Linked DNA regions of Oryctolagus cuniculus: all the other regions are linked to region 2. The links are chromatin contacts, called in public Hi-C maps. All regions are on one chromosome and are shown on one strand. Each heading gives the region's core, a stretch centred on a gene start, on an enhancer-like site or on the middle of the called end of the contact. The rest is flanking DNA. Distances are from core to core; before and after follow the strand shown.

Region 1 (3,894 bases), core at 799-3,298, 550 kb after region 2:
TCTCATCAACAATCATACCTCCTCTTTTCCACCAGGTGGAGCCCTCTGTTTATGGACATCTGTCCATTTCCTTTTTCTCCAAGATGCTACCAGATAAATATCTCCAGAGCTAAAATACACTTGCAAACATGAAAATTTAACCCAGGGAGATCAAAAAAGTAAAGCTTTTCATGCATTGATATAATAAACCCTGATTTAGAGTCCTATTGCTACTAGATTTAATGGCTTACACATTTTCCTATTTACAACTACTGCACACCAAACAGCAGAAAATAATATTGTTGTGTGTGCCATAAACAGTGTTGCTACAGGTCTATTTTATGCAGCAGTATCATTTTTATAATCTCAAGTGTTTGGCAACTGCAATCAAACACCCACACACAACAGCAAAAAAAAAAAATCCACAATATGCTATGAGCCTCAGTTTTTCTTCAGTATTAAAAATATCGACCTCATTGAGAAGAAAATGTTTTTCTCAGACAAAAGGGAGTGGTAATTCAGCTGTGGGTAATAGAAGGCAGTGTCAAATTCTTCTCTTAGTCAAATTCATCTCTCTTCAATTTGAGATCCAGTTAAGGGTAAGTCAAAATCCATGTTAGCTTTGGTTCTATTTGGGGACTAATGAAAACTGAACACTATTAGCAAGAGTACACTGTTCGGTTATTCTAATTTTTTTATCTTAAGAAATTAATCAGAGCTCTTCCTATTAACAAAAGGCAGTAACATAAAAAACATTAGAACCTCGATTTGCATGTGCAAATAACTGTGGAATGAGCTCACCTAAACTAGCTTGCCAATGACCTCAACCTTGATCTGGAAAGATCGTTTATTCACAAGTAAAACATTCACATTCTCTATGTTAACTCTGTCCTGGATCTTTTCTCAAGGTAGATTACTGGCTGTGACATTGGAAGATCTATTAATAACATATGCATTTACCAACACCAGGGGGGTTACATATTTAACTGAAATATCATTTCTAGTGTTTTTTTTTTATTTGAAAGAAAATTTGTTCTCCTTGTATTGATATATTTAAAATTTCGCCTCAGCATCTGCAAAACAGTGAGTGAAAGAAGATTTGTGTGTCTGTGTTCTTTAATCAGTCCCCAGACCTGGGAAATCCGGCTTTTCTGTTGGTGTGACACACACTGGCTCAGCGGTCGGAGGCAGAACACGCAGGAGCCCTTATACAACAAAATGCTGCACCCACCATCTTGCTGTCCGCTCGCACACAATAAAATGGTGGCACAGCACGCAGTTAACACACTGTGCCCATGAGAGTTGTCTTTGAAATTATTTCTACTCTTGAATCCAAATATCAAGCTGCATTTTTACCAAGTGGCTAGAGTTATTTGTTTTCTTTAAATATTTAGAATGTATGTGTGTGTGCGTGCACGTGAGAAATGCTACAAGAATCGACTGTGCACATTTGACGAAAGCATAGAAAGGACTAGTCAAAAATTAACACTCAAGCTGAGAGTGAAAGCAAACCCGAATAAAAAAAGCCCAGTTCCTGGAAATTGCTTCTAACAGTTCACAAAAGCTGGGCAGTGAATTTGGCCGTGATGACCCCTTTCATTTTAGCACTCCCTGCATGCAACTTTGAGTTCGGACATTTAAGAGAGGTAGTATTTTTTTTCTTCTTCTTTTATCCTCATGTCCTGTAAAAAGTAAAAGCAAGTTCACATCTACTTCTCACCTGGGCATCCCACACTCTGGTTTTTTTCACCCAAGAAAAAGAAAAGCAAGGCTCAATCTTTCCCCTTCCTTGTTTTTAATTATTACAAATGCTGCCTTGGCTCTTTTTCCGTGTGGAAGTTCTCATTTCTCTTCAGTGTTACAGACTCCTTGGGGACATAGTGAGGAGCTAACCAACTGCACATGGGAAATGAGAATGTTCGTGGCTAGAAAAACTGCAGCCTTTGGTAATTTTCCACATGGACTAGAAGTCACGAGCGACTTTTTTCTCTTAAACAGAATGACTTTATTCAAACACTTGGTGTAGAGTGCGAGGTTCACATCTGAACATGTGAAGGCATTGAAGTGTCCTACAACGTTTCATTGGACTTTGTTCTATAAACATTTTCACTATTTTCAAGTGCAGAATGACGGTTAAAACAGGACACCCTCCCTCCCAGCTCCCTCCACCTCCAGACAGAATTATAAAAGGCTACTGTCTGCAAGTGAGAAATAGTCCTGGAGGACCCACCAGCAGGTTATGCAATATGTGGCATAGACCACCAGGGGCTGAACTGAAACTGCTAATACTTTTTTCATAAGATCATTAGCTCAACTTAAACAAGGTGTCAAAGTGCAGAGATGGGGAGGTTTACCTGGTTTGCATGCCTTCACTTGAATTATTCTGTGCATTAAAATTACACGCTAAAATTCAATTTTAGCTTTGAAATATATTACCCAAATACATCACTTTTCCTTTTTTTAAACAATTCGTGTATTGCTTTGTGATTTTGATCTAAACTTGATTTGCAATAAATAAGAAAGCTCTCTTGAGAGAAATGCAACTTAAATGTAAGGCTAAAGAGAAGTGATTAATAAAAAACTTGTCCTTGTGTAGTTTAGGGGATAGAATTATTTGATTTGGTTTGCAATTTAGACCTTAAATCAAAATCTGCCTCCAACTGAGAAGAGTGGGCCTGGGACTCACGGAGTAAGTTTGCACACGTTCTTGACCTTGTGCCGAGTCATCCGGAAAAAATATGTTCCCTTTATAATAGCTGCTTTACCATTTTGAGACATTGCTCGACTTTTACATGCACTAATATTAGTTGCCCCATGTACCTTAAATAAAGCCAACCCAATAAATTTAGGATTGTAGCTGAGAAATAAATGTCATGTCAGTAACCCTCAACCAGATACCAGAAGAAGGATTACGTGATTGTTTAGTGCAAAAATTAAGTTTCATGTTTTTAATTGGTGTCATATCCTGTCCTGGGTCTCTAGTGCTTAAATCAAAGGTGCCCATGTTAACCTGGAAAGGAAACATAATCATAGCTCCTTTCATCCCCTAGCTCAAATATTGTTATGCTCAACCCTAATTTTTGTTAAAAACACTTTCAAGCAAAGACAACAGGAAACAGTAAACATGGCAACGCCATGGAAATAATGTTCAGATGCACGATTTCTCTGCACGCTCAAGGAGTGAGTCTCTGCAGAGGAAGATGCTGTATCACTAAACGCAGTGTAGACAAAAACAGCCAACCTTTCGCAAAATGGGCATCCCTCTTCATTTCATAAATCTTGTTTGCAACTAGACTGAAGCCAGGGAGTGACTTGGTCCCTCACATCAATAGCCAGGAACTGCACTGCTGCATCACAGCAGTGCGTTCAAAGGGAGTCAGGAGCATCCAGCAACAACTTGAGGGGCAGAGATGCAATTGTAACTGACAGTTATAATCGTCTGGCCCAGCCACTGCATCTGCCCATCAAGCTTGCAGATGGTCTTGAGGCCTTTTGCATCTGAACAGTGGGTCTAAGAGCATGATGGACAGATAAACAGGAATACCGCACAGCATCAACACACAGAAAAAGTTGTTGTGACTGCTAAAGATTTCAGAAGTCAAGAGTTGGCCAACTCAACCCTTCTTCTCCCTCACATGCTCCCATTTTCTCCCCTGTTCTCCCAAAAAGCTTGTTGGTGGTTGAGGGCTCAGCAAGATTTTTGGTACCCAATGTCAAATACTAATCCTTGACTGAGCCTTTACTATAATGAAATGTTTAGGTTATGGAAGCAAGACAGATTCTAATAGAAATGACCTTACACATGGAATGTTCAAACTTAATTTGGCTAAGTCTATATTACACCTATTGCACTTTCTTCTTAATCAAGGTTTAACTCAAAGGAGCATATTAAAATTCAAAGGGAAAGGACACTTA
Region 2 (4,467 bases), core at 1,083-3,582:
AAGTTGGGTGAGCAATATAGTGACTGGCGAATTGGGAGATAGGACAGGGGGTGAGAAATCAAGAAGGTTCAAGTGAGTGCAGGTGGGTTAGTGTGATGAACTGAAGCCCAGAGCTTCCAGAGCTAAAGAGAATGGCGGTTCCTAGGAAGACTCTAGGGAAAGGGCATGACGAGGTTTGCGTGTTAGGGCAAACACTGTGGCTGCCACATGGAGAAAGCATTGGCGAGGTCTGTTCTGGAGGAGAGCAGTTAGGGGGCTGTTGCAGGACAGGAGGGAAACAAGGACCTGGCTGTGGGCAGTGGTAGCAGTTTAGGTAAGAAGAGGACAGCTCAGGGTATTGAAGACAACAAGAGAAGGAAGTTTCAAGGAGGGAGGAACGGCCGACAGTGTCAAATGATGCTAAGAAAAGATGTTCATGGGGTTTCATAACAAGGCCCCTGGTGACTCTTGCTAGAAAAGTCTCAGGCAAGGGATTCACAAAGAAGCCAGTGGGGTTGAGGAGTGACCTGGGACATGTGGAGAGGAAATGCAGCAAATGCAGTCTCTCAGTTCCCCCCTTCCTACTGCCCTGATGATTTCCTCATCCAATTCTAATCTTGGGAAGGAAAAAACACTAGTGGCCGAGCTGGCGCTCTGGCCTAGTGGGTAAAGCTGCTGCCTGCAGTGCCATTATCCCATGTGGGTGCCAGTTCAAGTCCCAGCCACTCTACTTCTGATCCAACTCTCTTCTATGGTCTGGGAAAGCAGAGGAAGATGGCCCAAATCCTTGGGCCCCAGCACCCACGTGGGAGACCTGGAAGTAGCTCCTGGCTCCTGGCTTTGGATCGGCACAGCTCTGGCTGTTGCTGTTGTTTGGGGAGTGAACCAGTGGATGGGAGACCTCTCTCTTTCTCTGCCTAACTCTGCATTTTACATAGTTCCAATATTGGGGAAGAAAATAATCCTAGTGGGCAATGAATAAAAACCAGTGCGTGGTGCAAGCCTCATGATGACCCTGTGATGGAGAGCAGAGGGTCTGAGAGTTTTATACCTGCCCAAGGGCCTCTGTGGGCAAATGGCCAGGCTCTAGATCCAGGTCTGATTCCAGAGCCTGCAGTGTAACCACTACCTTCTCCTAGAATTGAGTCTTCGTGCTTGCTCTTGTCTCTCTCCTCCTAAGTGTGCTTGTAATCACAGAGCGAATGGACCTATTCTTACCAAAACACAAACAACGGACAGAGCGTATTATGTTCTTTTTCCTGATACATTTCAGAAATGCCCATTGGATGTGCTTCCTTTGCATTTTTATTGTGAAAGAAAGCATTTGACCAGAAAAGTGAACGCGGCTCGAATATACAACTTGACAAAGTATTGTCAGAGCCATAGAAATTGCCTGTCTCCTTCCCTGCCCCACTCCCCCTGCTCCCAGGGACAACCACCAGCCTGACTTGAGGCATCATTTCCTGGCATTTTTCTGAAGTTTTCCCATCGGGGTTGTGCATCCTTGAACAGTGGAGTTTGGTGTGGTCAGTTTGGGCACGTTACGTAAGTGGCATTGTGTGCATTCATTTGTGTCTTGCATCTTTTGCTCAAAATGGTATTTAGAGATGCAGCCACGTTGAGTGTGGCATTGCTACATTCATTTCCAGCGCTGAATGATTGATTTTTTACTGTATGACTTTACCAAGTTACTTACCCATTTTACTGTTCTGACGTTGTAGGGTTATTTCCAGGAGTGAGTGATTATGACCAATGATGTCCAACCTCCTTTTTTTTTTTTTTTTTTTTTTTTGGAAAGTCCCTTTTTCGATTTAAGCTCTAAGAATGTGATTTTAACCATCTGTAAATATTTAAGGGGCTTGGAGGTCTTTCCAATTCCCTTGACATGAGACCGCACAGGTGGTTCCTGTGGGTTCCTGGTTTGCTTACTCCTGAGGCCAAGTGTGAGCAGTGTGAGGAGCATTTCAGGAGAAAAAGGTTTCAAGTCAGGTGAACTGAACAAACAAAGAAGCGGTTATTACGAGATCTTCCATTTCCCCCAGCTCTTCCACTTCATTGTTGCAACCTTAACTAAATGCAGTCAGCTTGCATATTTTCCTGCATCAGCCCTTTGATCACTAAAGTAATTTCTTTTCCTTCCTCTGTACAAATCTTTTGATTATAGTAAGCGCTTTCTTTGAAGAACCGGTAAAAAATATTAACAGCCTGAATAACCTCAGCAATGATCTGAAATAACCGGTATTACAGGGGGATAAAATGATAATGATTTAATTTCTATAATGTGAATCATCGAAATGTGATACGAGCAGTAATAAGATCATAGTGTATCACATGTTTCACAACAACACACCAAACAGGCACAGTGTGATTCACAGTGCAGGCTCTGTAGTCAGAAAGACTTGGCTCCTAGTCACCGCCTCCCTCCCTGGCGCAGGTGCGAGAATTTCTTCCCGCCTCAGCTTTCTTCAACTATCAAATACAGGGAGTAGTAGGACTTGTGTCACAGGGCTGTTGTCAACATCTAGCAAGAAAATGTGTAAATACTTCACAAGGCCTGCTTCAGGGACGCTCCACGAACGGTAGTTATTTTCAATACATTTAGCCCATCCAAAGGGCAGAATAACTGGAGTATTTACTAGCAGATCTTGACAGATAGCTCTCTACTTAGGTCATAGCTATTTTTCTTAAAAGATTTTATTTATTTATTTGAGAGATAGAGTTACAGACAGTGAGAGGTGGAGACAGAGAGAAAGGTCTTCCCTCTGTTGGTTCACTCCCCAGATGGGCACAACGGCCGGAGCTGTGCTTATCCAAAGCCAGGAGCCAGGAGCTTTTTCTGGTTCTCCCACGTGGGTGCAGGGGCCCAAGGACGTGGGCCATCTTCTACTGCTTTCCCAGGCCACAGCAGAGGGCTGGATTGGAAGAGGGGCAGCCAGGACTAGAACTGACGCCCATATGGGATGCTGGCACTGCATGCAGAGGATTAACCTACTGTGCCACGGAGCTGGCCCCAGGTCATGTCTATTTATTCAACATTTAATAGGTTCCTCTGCTGAGGTCGTGCTAGAAGTACTACTCATGGAGATAAGACAAATAGGAAACCATAAACAAGTGGAAATGGTAAATAAAATGTTTGGAAACACAAAGGGGGAAATGGTTTTGGATCAGAGGTACAGCTTTCCAGGAGTTGTGTCTTAAATTTGATCTTAAAGTGAATAATAGACATAACTTTGCCAAGAAAAAATTGCAGTTGTTTGTTCCAGAAAATAAATACGTATGTGCAAAGAATGGAAGACCTCTTGCAGGATGATAGGCCAGGTGGTATTGGGTGAAGAAGGGAGACATCTTTGGTGGAGTATTGTATAAGCAGCACCTTGGAGGAGACTCATTTATTTATCAGATGGTAGGAAAAATAGGAATTCTGTCATTTGGACTGGCTAATTGTAGTTTTAAAAATATTTATTGGCCAGCGCCGTGGCTCAATAGGCTAATCCTCTGCCTAGTGGCGCCGGCACACCGGGTTCTAGTCCCGGTCGGGGCGCCGGATTCTGTCCTGGTTGCCCCTCTTCCAGGCCAGCTCTCTGCTGTGGCCAGGGAGTGCAGTGGAGGATGGCCCAAGTGCTTGGGCCCTGCACCCCATGGGAGATCAGGATAAGTACCTGGCTCCTGCCATCGGATCAGCGCGGTGCGCTGGCAGCAGCACGCCAGCCGCGGTGGCCATTGGAGGGTGAACCAACGGCAAAGGAAGACCTTTCTGTCTGTCTCTCTCTCTCACTGTCCACTCTGCCTGTCAAAAAAAAAATATATATATTTATTTATTTGGAAGTCAGAGTTACACACAGAGAGAAGGAGAGGTAGAGGTAGAGGTAGAGGTAGAGAGAGAGAGAGAGGTAGAGAGAGAGAGTCTTCCATCTGCTGGTTCACTCCCCAACTGGCTGCAATGGCCGGAGCTGTGCCAATCTGAAGCCAAGAGTCAGGAGCTTCTTCTGGGTCTCCCACGTGGGTGCAGGGGCCCAAGGACGTGGGTCATCTTCTACTGCTTTCCCAGGCCATAGCAGAGAGCTGGATCAGAAGTGGAGCAGCCAGGACTCAAACCGGTGCCCATATGGGATGCTGGCACTGCAGGCGGCGGCTTTACCCACTACACCATGACTATGGTTTACTGTGTTACAAGTTATTAAGGCAAAATATAACTATACAGCCTATGACCTGGTAGATTTTAGGAAAATGGTAATAGCTTGGCAAAACAAACTTTTACGTTAAATGAAAAAAGATATAATAAAGCACTTTCACATTACACAGATTTGAAACTTATATTGAAAACCTGTCAATATTCTTGTGAGAGTCATTTGCTCCTTTTGTCACTTTCTCCTTTTCCTTTCTTTTTTATTTTTTCCTTTTCTTTTTGAAAGACAAGCCTCTTTTTCCTGTTGCTTCGGCCTCGATTTGAAGAAAAATTGCATTTTTTAAGGCTGGCTGTAGGGAGTG
Region 3 (4,258 bases), core at 379-2,878, 640 kb after region 2:
ATATGAGTGTATTATATTAGTGTGGTAATCCTACTTGCCATTGATTATGAAGAGGTTTCCTGTGTTTTCAAATTTATCTAATAAATTTTCTGAAAGGTAGCTAAGAAAACTTCTTGTATAAGGAGCAACTAGAGAAAGAGAAATGCTAGTCAAACCGGTCAAATGATTTCCCAAGACCACACAGCTGGAATGGGACACATTTGAATCATGAATTTGGCGTCACGTTTCCATACCAGGGAGATTTCTGCTCACCTTAACTGTTGCATGACGATGATAGTCCATGCATTAGAAGGTCTTGAAGGAAGGCTCTATCCGGGGACTCGGCTGTACCTGACCAGTGCACTTGGTGAGAACCTCCCTAGCTGAGTATCCAATTATATTTACTGAATAGAGTCTGTACCAAATTTGAAACAGGGATTAGAGCAAGTCCTTGCTGTCCTTTTGAATGAACACAGTTGCCAAAAACAAATGCAAGTAAATAGTACCCACTACAGGAGCTTGAGACAGATTGTGCAAATAGTGGATTTGTAGCACAACTCATTTTTAAATGTTATATTTCCAAATATGCATTTTAGGTGTTGAAACCTAACATGTCTCAGACATGTCCAAGATTTGGAATTACAGTAAAATCAAGTTGGTCATTATCTAAGGAAAGCAAACTAAGCATGTGTCCATAGAAATGATAAAGAAAACACATTTAAAAGCTTCAATAGGGTCTTAGAAATACATATAACTGCTTCCTCCAAACATTAACATATTTTAGTCATGAATTAAGGAGAATCTATCTTTCTGTGCTTTCACTGCAAGAGGAGATGGGGCTCAGTCTTTGCTTGCTTTTAGAGGAAATGCTATTTTCTGTGAAAAATTAGTCTAATTTATATTTGACCACTAGGTGTCACTGTTGGAGGGTGGCCTGGGCCATAAGGAGGGGGAGGGGAAATGGAAAGGCGCTCCTGTATGTTTTTTTTTTAGTGGCTTTTCTTTCTTTCTTTTTTTCTTTTTTTTTTTTAAACATAGAATTTCTGCATTGCTGCCATCCCCCAGCCGCCTCTGGATTCAGAGGGCTGGCGTGGAAGGGGACTGGAGGAGTAGGAAGATCCCGCATTTAGAAATGGGCAGTTGGCTTAACCATGAGCCTCAACATCCCCCAAAAAGGGCTGTGAAAGCCAAGTCCATTTTAATAACTCCCCCAGCCCCCAGCAGGAAAGCGGAACGCGGCAACGGCTTCACGTTCGGAGAGCGAAGCCGTCCCTGGCCTTGCCGGCCTGGTGCTGAAGAAATTAGATGAATCATTTAGAGGAGCGGGGCGAGCGAGGGGTCAGCGCGGGTGCGGGGGACCGCAGTAGGAGCACGCCGGGAACGTCCCCCGCGGGCCCGGGAGTGGCGGCGGGAGGTTCAATGGGACTTTTCTTCAACCCCTATACCTGAAGTTCCATCGAATTCCGGGCTCAGCTATTGGAAGACCAGACAATGAAAAAGATTTTCTGGTGTGGTGCCCATCGCGAGATGGGTGGTGCCCACCTGGTGTCTGGAGCGGACCGTGCGGCCCTGGGTGAGAGCCACCCAGGGTGGCTCCGGGGACCGAGCCGGGCCGGGGGCCTGCGGCGGGGCTGCGCTGCTCCGCGGTGCCGCGCGCCCCGTGCTATTGCAAGCAGGCGTCTCTAGCTGGAGCTCTTAGCCTTTCGCTTTGCTGAGGAGGACAACCTGGGAGAAATCCAAGGAGTTGGAGGAGAACGCCCCCCGGCCAGGCGTAGGAACCCCTAACGAGGGTCTGGAGAACTTGTAGAAACAGGGGTTAACCCCATGGCCCCCAACATTTCACACAGGAACACATGTCCTTGCTCGTGTCTGGTCTAAACGGTTGCCTCCGGTGATGCCTTCTGGCCTCTGCTTGGGACTCTCACAGAGGCAGGACTAGTGGTTTATTCCTGACTAGTTCACGGGAGATCAGTTAGTGGGATAATAGGTAAAGAAAGCGACTAGCATGGTGCGCCAGGTATTAGTCTAGTGTTTTCCACGTGTTAACTCGCTCAGCCCTCAAACAACCCCACGAAGCAGGGACAGTTATTATTCCCAATATGGATGAGGAAACCAAGGCAGACAGGCCAAGTAGCTTGCCCAAGGACACGGGCCTGTGAATGGGTGCCCCGATGGCCACTCAGACACAAAATCAGAAGCCAACCTGAGCGCTCGGTATTTGGTCACACAGCCTGTCCTCGTTCGACCTTCTGCCATCCTGTGACTGCTGGAATGTCCGCCAAATTCAGAAAGTGACTCCTGAGATCCACAACTCCTTGCCCTATGGGATTCCTTGTGTGCCTCACCCTGGCAAACAGCTATGCAGCGACAGAGGCAGAGAATACGGGAGTGAGAGGTGCCAGCCCTTGATGGGCCTTTTGTAGTTGTGACAGCTCCAGCCACTCCCTGGGACAAGCCCTGGAGATGTCTCTCTGGACCAATGCTTGTGCATATTCCTCGTAAGCTTTGGTAAGAATCAACTAGCTATGTGAGACTACATGTCATGCCTACATGTAATTAATTTTCAGAAAGTATAAGTAAGAGTGTTCTACAGGAAGACACATATTTTTTAAAAAACATATTTTCCAAGAGGTTTTTATTGCCCGCACTAATACACACACTACTAGTTTGCCAAAGTAAGTCCAAGCCAGGGACTGTAACTGTACTCAAAATAGCTGAAGCTATACAAAGTGTCTTTTGGTGAGTGACTCAGAGAAACACACACACACACACACACACACACCTGCTGCCTAATAACCCTGGTAGCTGTGTTGACTCTAATGGGTAGTTTTCTGGTCCAACAATGGTATTGTGATTCTGTCATTGAGAGATCTAAGAGGTCAGTCTTGTTAGCTGGAACGAAACCACAATTAGTATATAACTCAAAACCAAAACACAAGCATCAACAACAAAAAATAGAAGTAGTCCCAGAAAATAAACCCAGAGGAAAGGTTCACTCTGTGGGGGGAACCATGAGCATCTGGGCACAGTCAAAAGCCTTTGTGGAGTTCTTATTGCATTCCTTTCAAAATAGACACTAAACATGAACAATTGCATGATCTGTCAGATTTCTCATTCCTGTTGTACTTCCAACGAGCCAAGGTTGTTTATTTCATTGCCAATGATTTGCTTACTATGTTAGTTATGGTTCTCCAGGGGAACAGAACCAATAAGGTGTGTGTGTGAGAGAGAGATGGGAATTGGCTCATAAGATCAAGCAGAGGTGGAACCAGATAGGAACAGAACCAGTATGATGGATCTACGCGTCGATAGCATACACACATATGGATGTGCACACACACACACACACACACACAAATGGGACTTGGCTCATGTGACCATGGAGGCCCAGAAGACCCACATATGCAGTCTGCAAGCTGGAAAACAGGGAGAGCCAGTGGTGTGTGTGATCCTGGGGCCTGGTAGAGGGGCCTTGATGTAAGTCCTAAAGTTCCCATATCAGGAGCTCCAATGTACAAAGGCAAGAGAAAAAGAGAAAGAGACTATTCTCTCTTTCTCAACCTTTTCTATTTCTGTGGATTGCATGATGGCGACTCACGTGGGTGCAGGTAGGCCTTCTTTACTCAATGCACTAATGAAGTGTGAATCCCTGCCAGAAATACCCCCACAGACATGCTCAGAAGTGTTTTACCACGGGGCAAGGGTTGGGCACAGTCATCACTGCAGATGTCTGGATCCCATATCAGAGTGACTGGGTTCAAGTCCTGCCTCCACTTTCCGTTCTAGCTTCTTGCTCATGCACACCCTGGGATGCAGCAGGTGATGGCTCGAGTAGTTGGGTCCCTGCCATGTATATGGGAGACCCACATTGTATTCCTAGCTCCAAGCTTTGGTTTGGCTCAGCTCTGGCTTTTGTGGGAATTTGGGGAATAAACCAACAGATAAGTTTCTTTCTGTCTCTATGTCTCTGCCCCGCCCCTCTCTGCCTTTCAAGTGAATGAAAATAAATAGTTTTAAAAATACATATATTCTTAGGGCCAGCATTGTGGCACAGTGGGTTAAACTGTCACTTGCGACCCTAACATCCCTATCAGAGTGCTGGTTTAAGTCCCAGCTACTCCGCTTCTGTTCCAGTTTCCTGTTAATGGGCCTGGGAAGGCAGCAGAAGATGTCCTAAGTACTTGAGCCCCCATCACCCATGTGGGAGACCAAGATGGAGTTCCTGGCCCATGGCTCCTAGCTTTGGCCTGGCTCAGACCTGACTGTTGTAGCCATTTGG

The links. Hi-C and Micro-C count contacts between places; a contact is called where the count stands out from the background.
Region 1: a contact with region 2 is called in a Hi-C map of an unstated tissue, with 4 times the contacts expected there. The contact joins two enhancer-like sites. A contact is called at or near these places in 4 of 6 Hi-C or Micro-C datasets (ear pinna, psoas muscle, skin fibroblasts and 1 more).
Region 3: a Hi-C map of an unstated tissue shows a contact between it and region 2, with 4 times the contacts expected there. The contact joins two enhancer-like sites. A contact is called at or near these places in 2 of 6 Hi-C or Micro-C datasets (skin fibroblasts and an unstated tissue).

Annotation. Positions count from the first base shown.
Region 1 is chr3:64,539,368-64,543,261 of mOryCun1.1, forward strand. The region is part of intron 2 of LOC103348788 (a long non-coding RNA gene); the gene reads right to left. Among named protein-coding and RNA genes, the nearest start is that of MTX2, 430 kb to the right of the region's middle. Within about 2 kb of position 2,049, at least 1 of the 8 cell types and tissues checked has an H3K27ac peak or open chromatin away from gene starts, as enhancers often do.
Region 2 is chr3:63,990,524-63,994,990 of mOryCun1.1, forward strand. No RefSeq gene overlaps it. Among named protein-coding and RNA genes, the nearest start is that of HNRNPA3, 72 kb to the left of the region's middle. Within about 2 kb of position 2,333, at least 1 of the 8 cell types and tissues checked has an H3K27ac peak or open chromatin away from gene starts, as enhancers often do.
Region 3 is chr3:64,632,148-64,636,405 of mOryCun1.1, forward strand. No RefSeq gene overlaps it. Among named protein-coding and RNA genes, the nearest start is that of MTX2, 330 kb to the right of the region's middle. Within about 2 kb of position 1,629, at least 4 of the 8 cell types and tissues checked have an H3K27ac peak or open chromatin away from gene starts, as enhancers often do.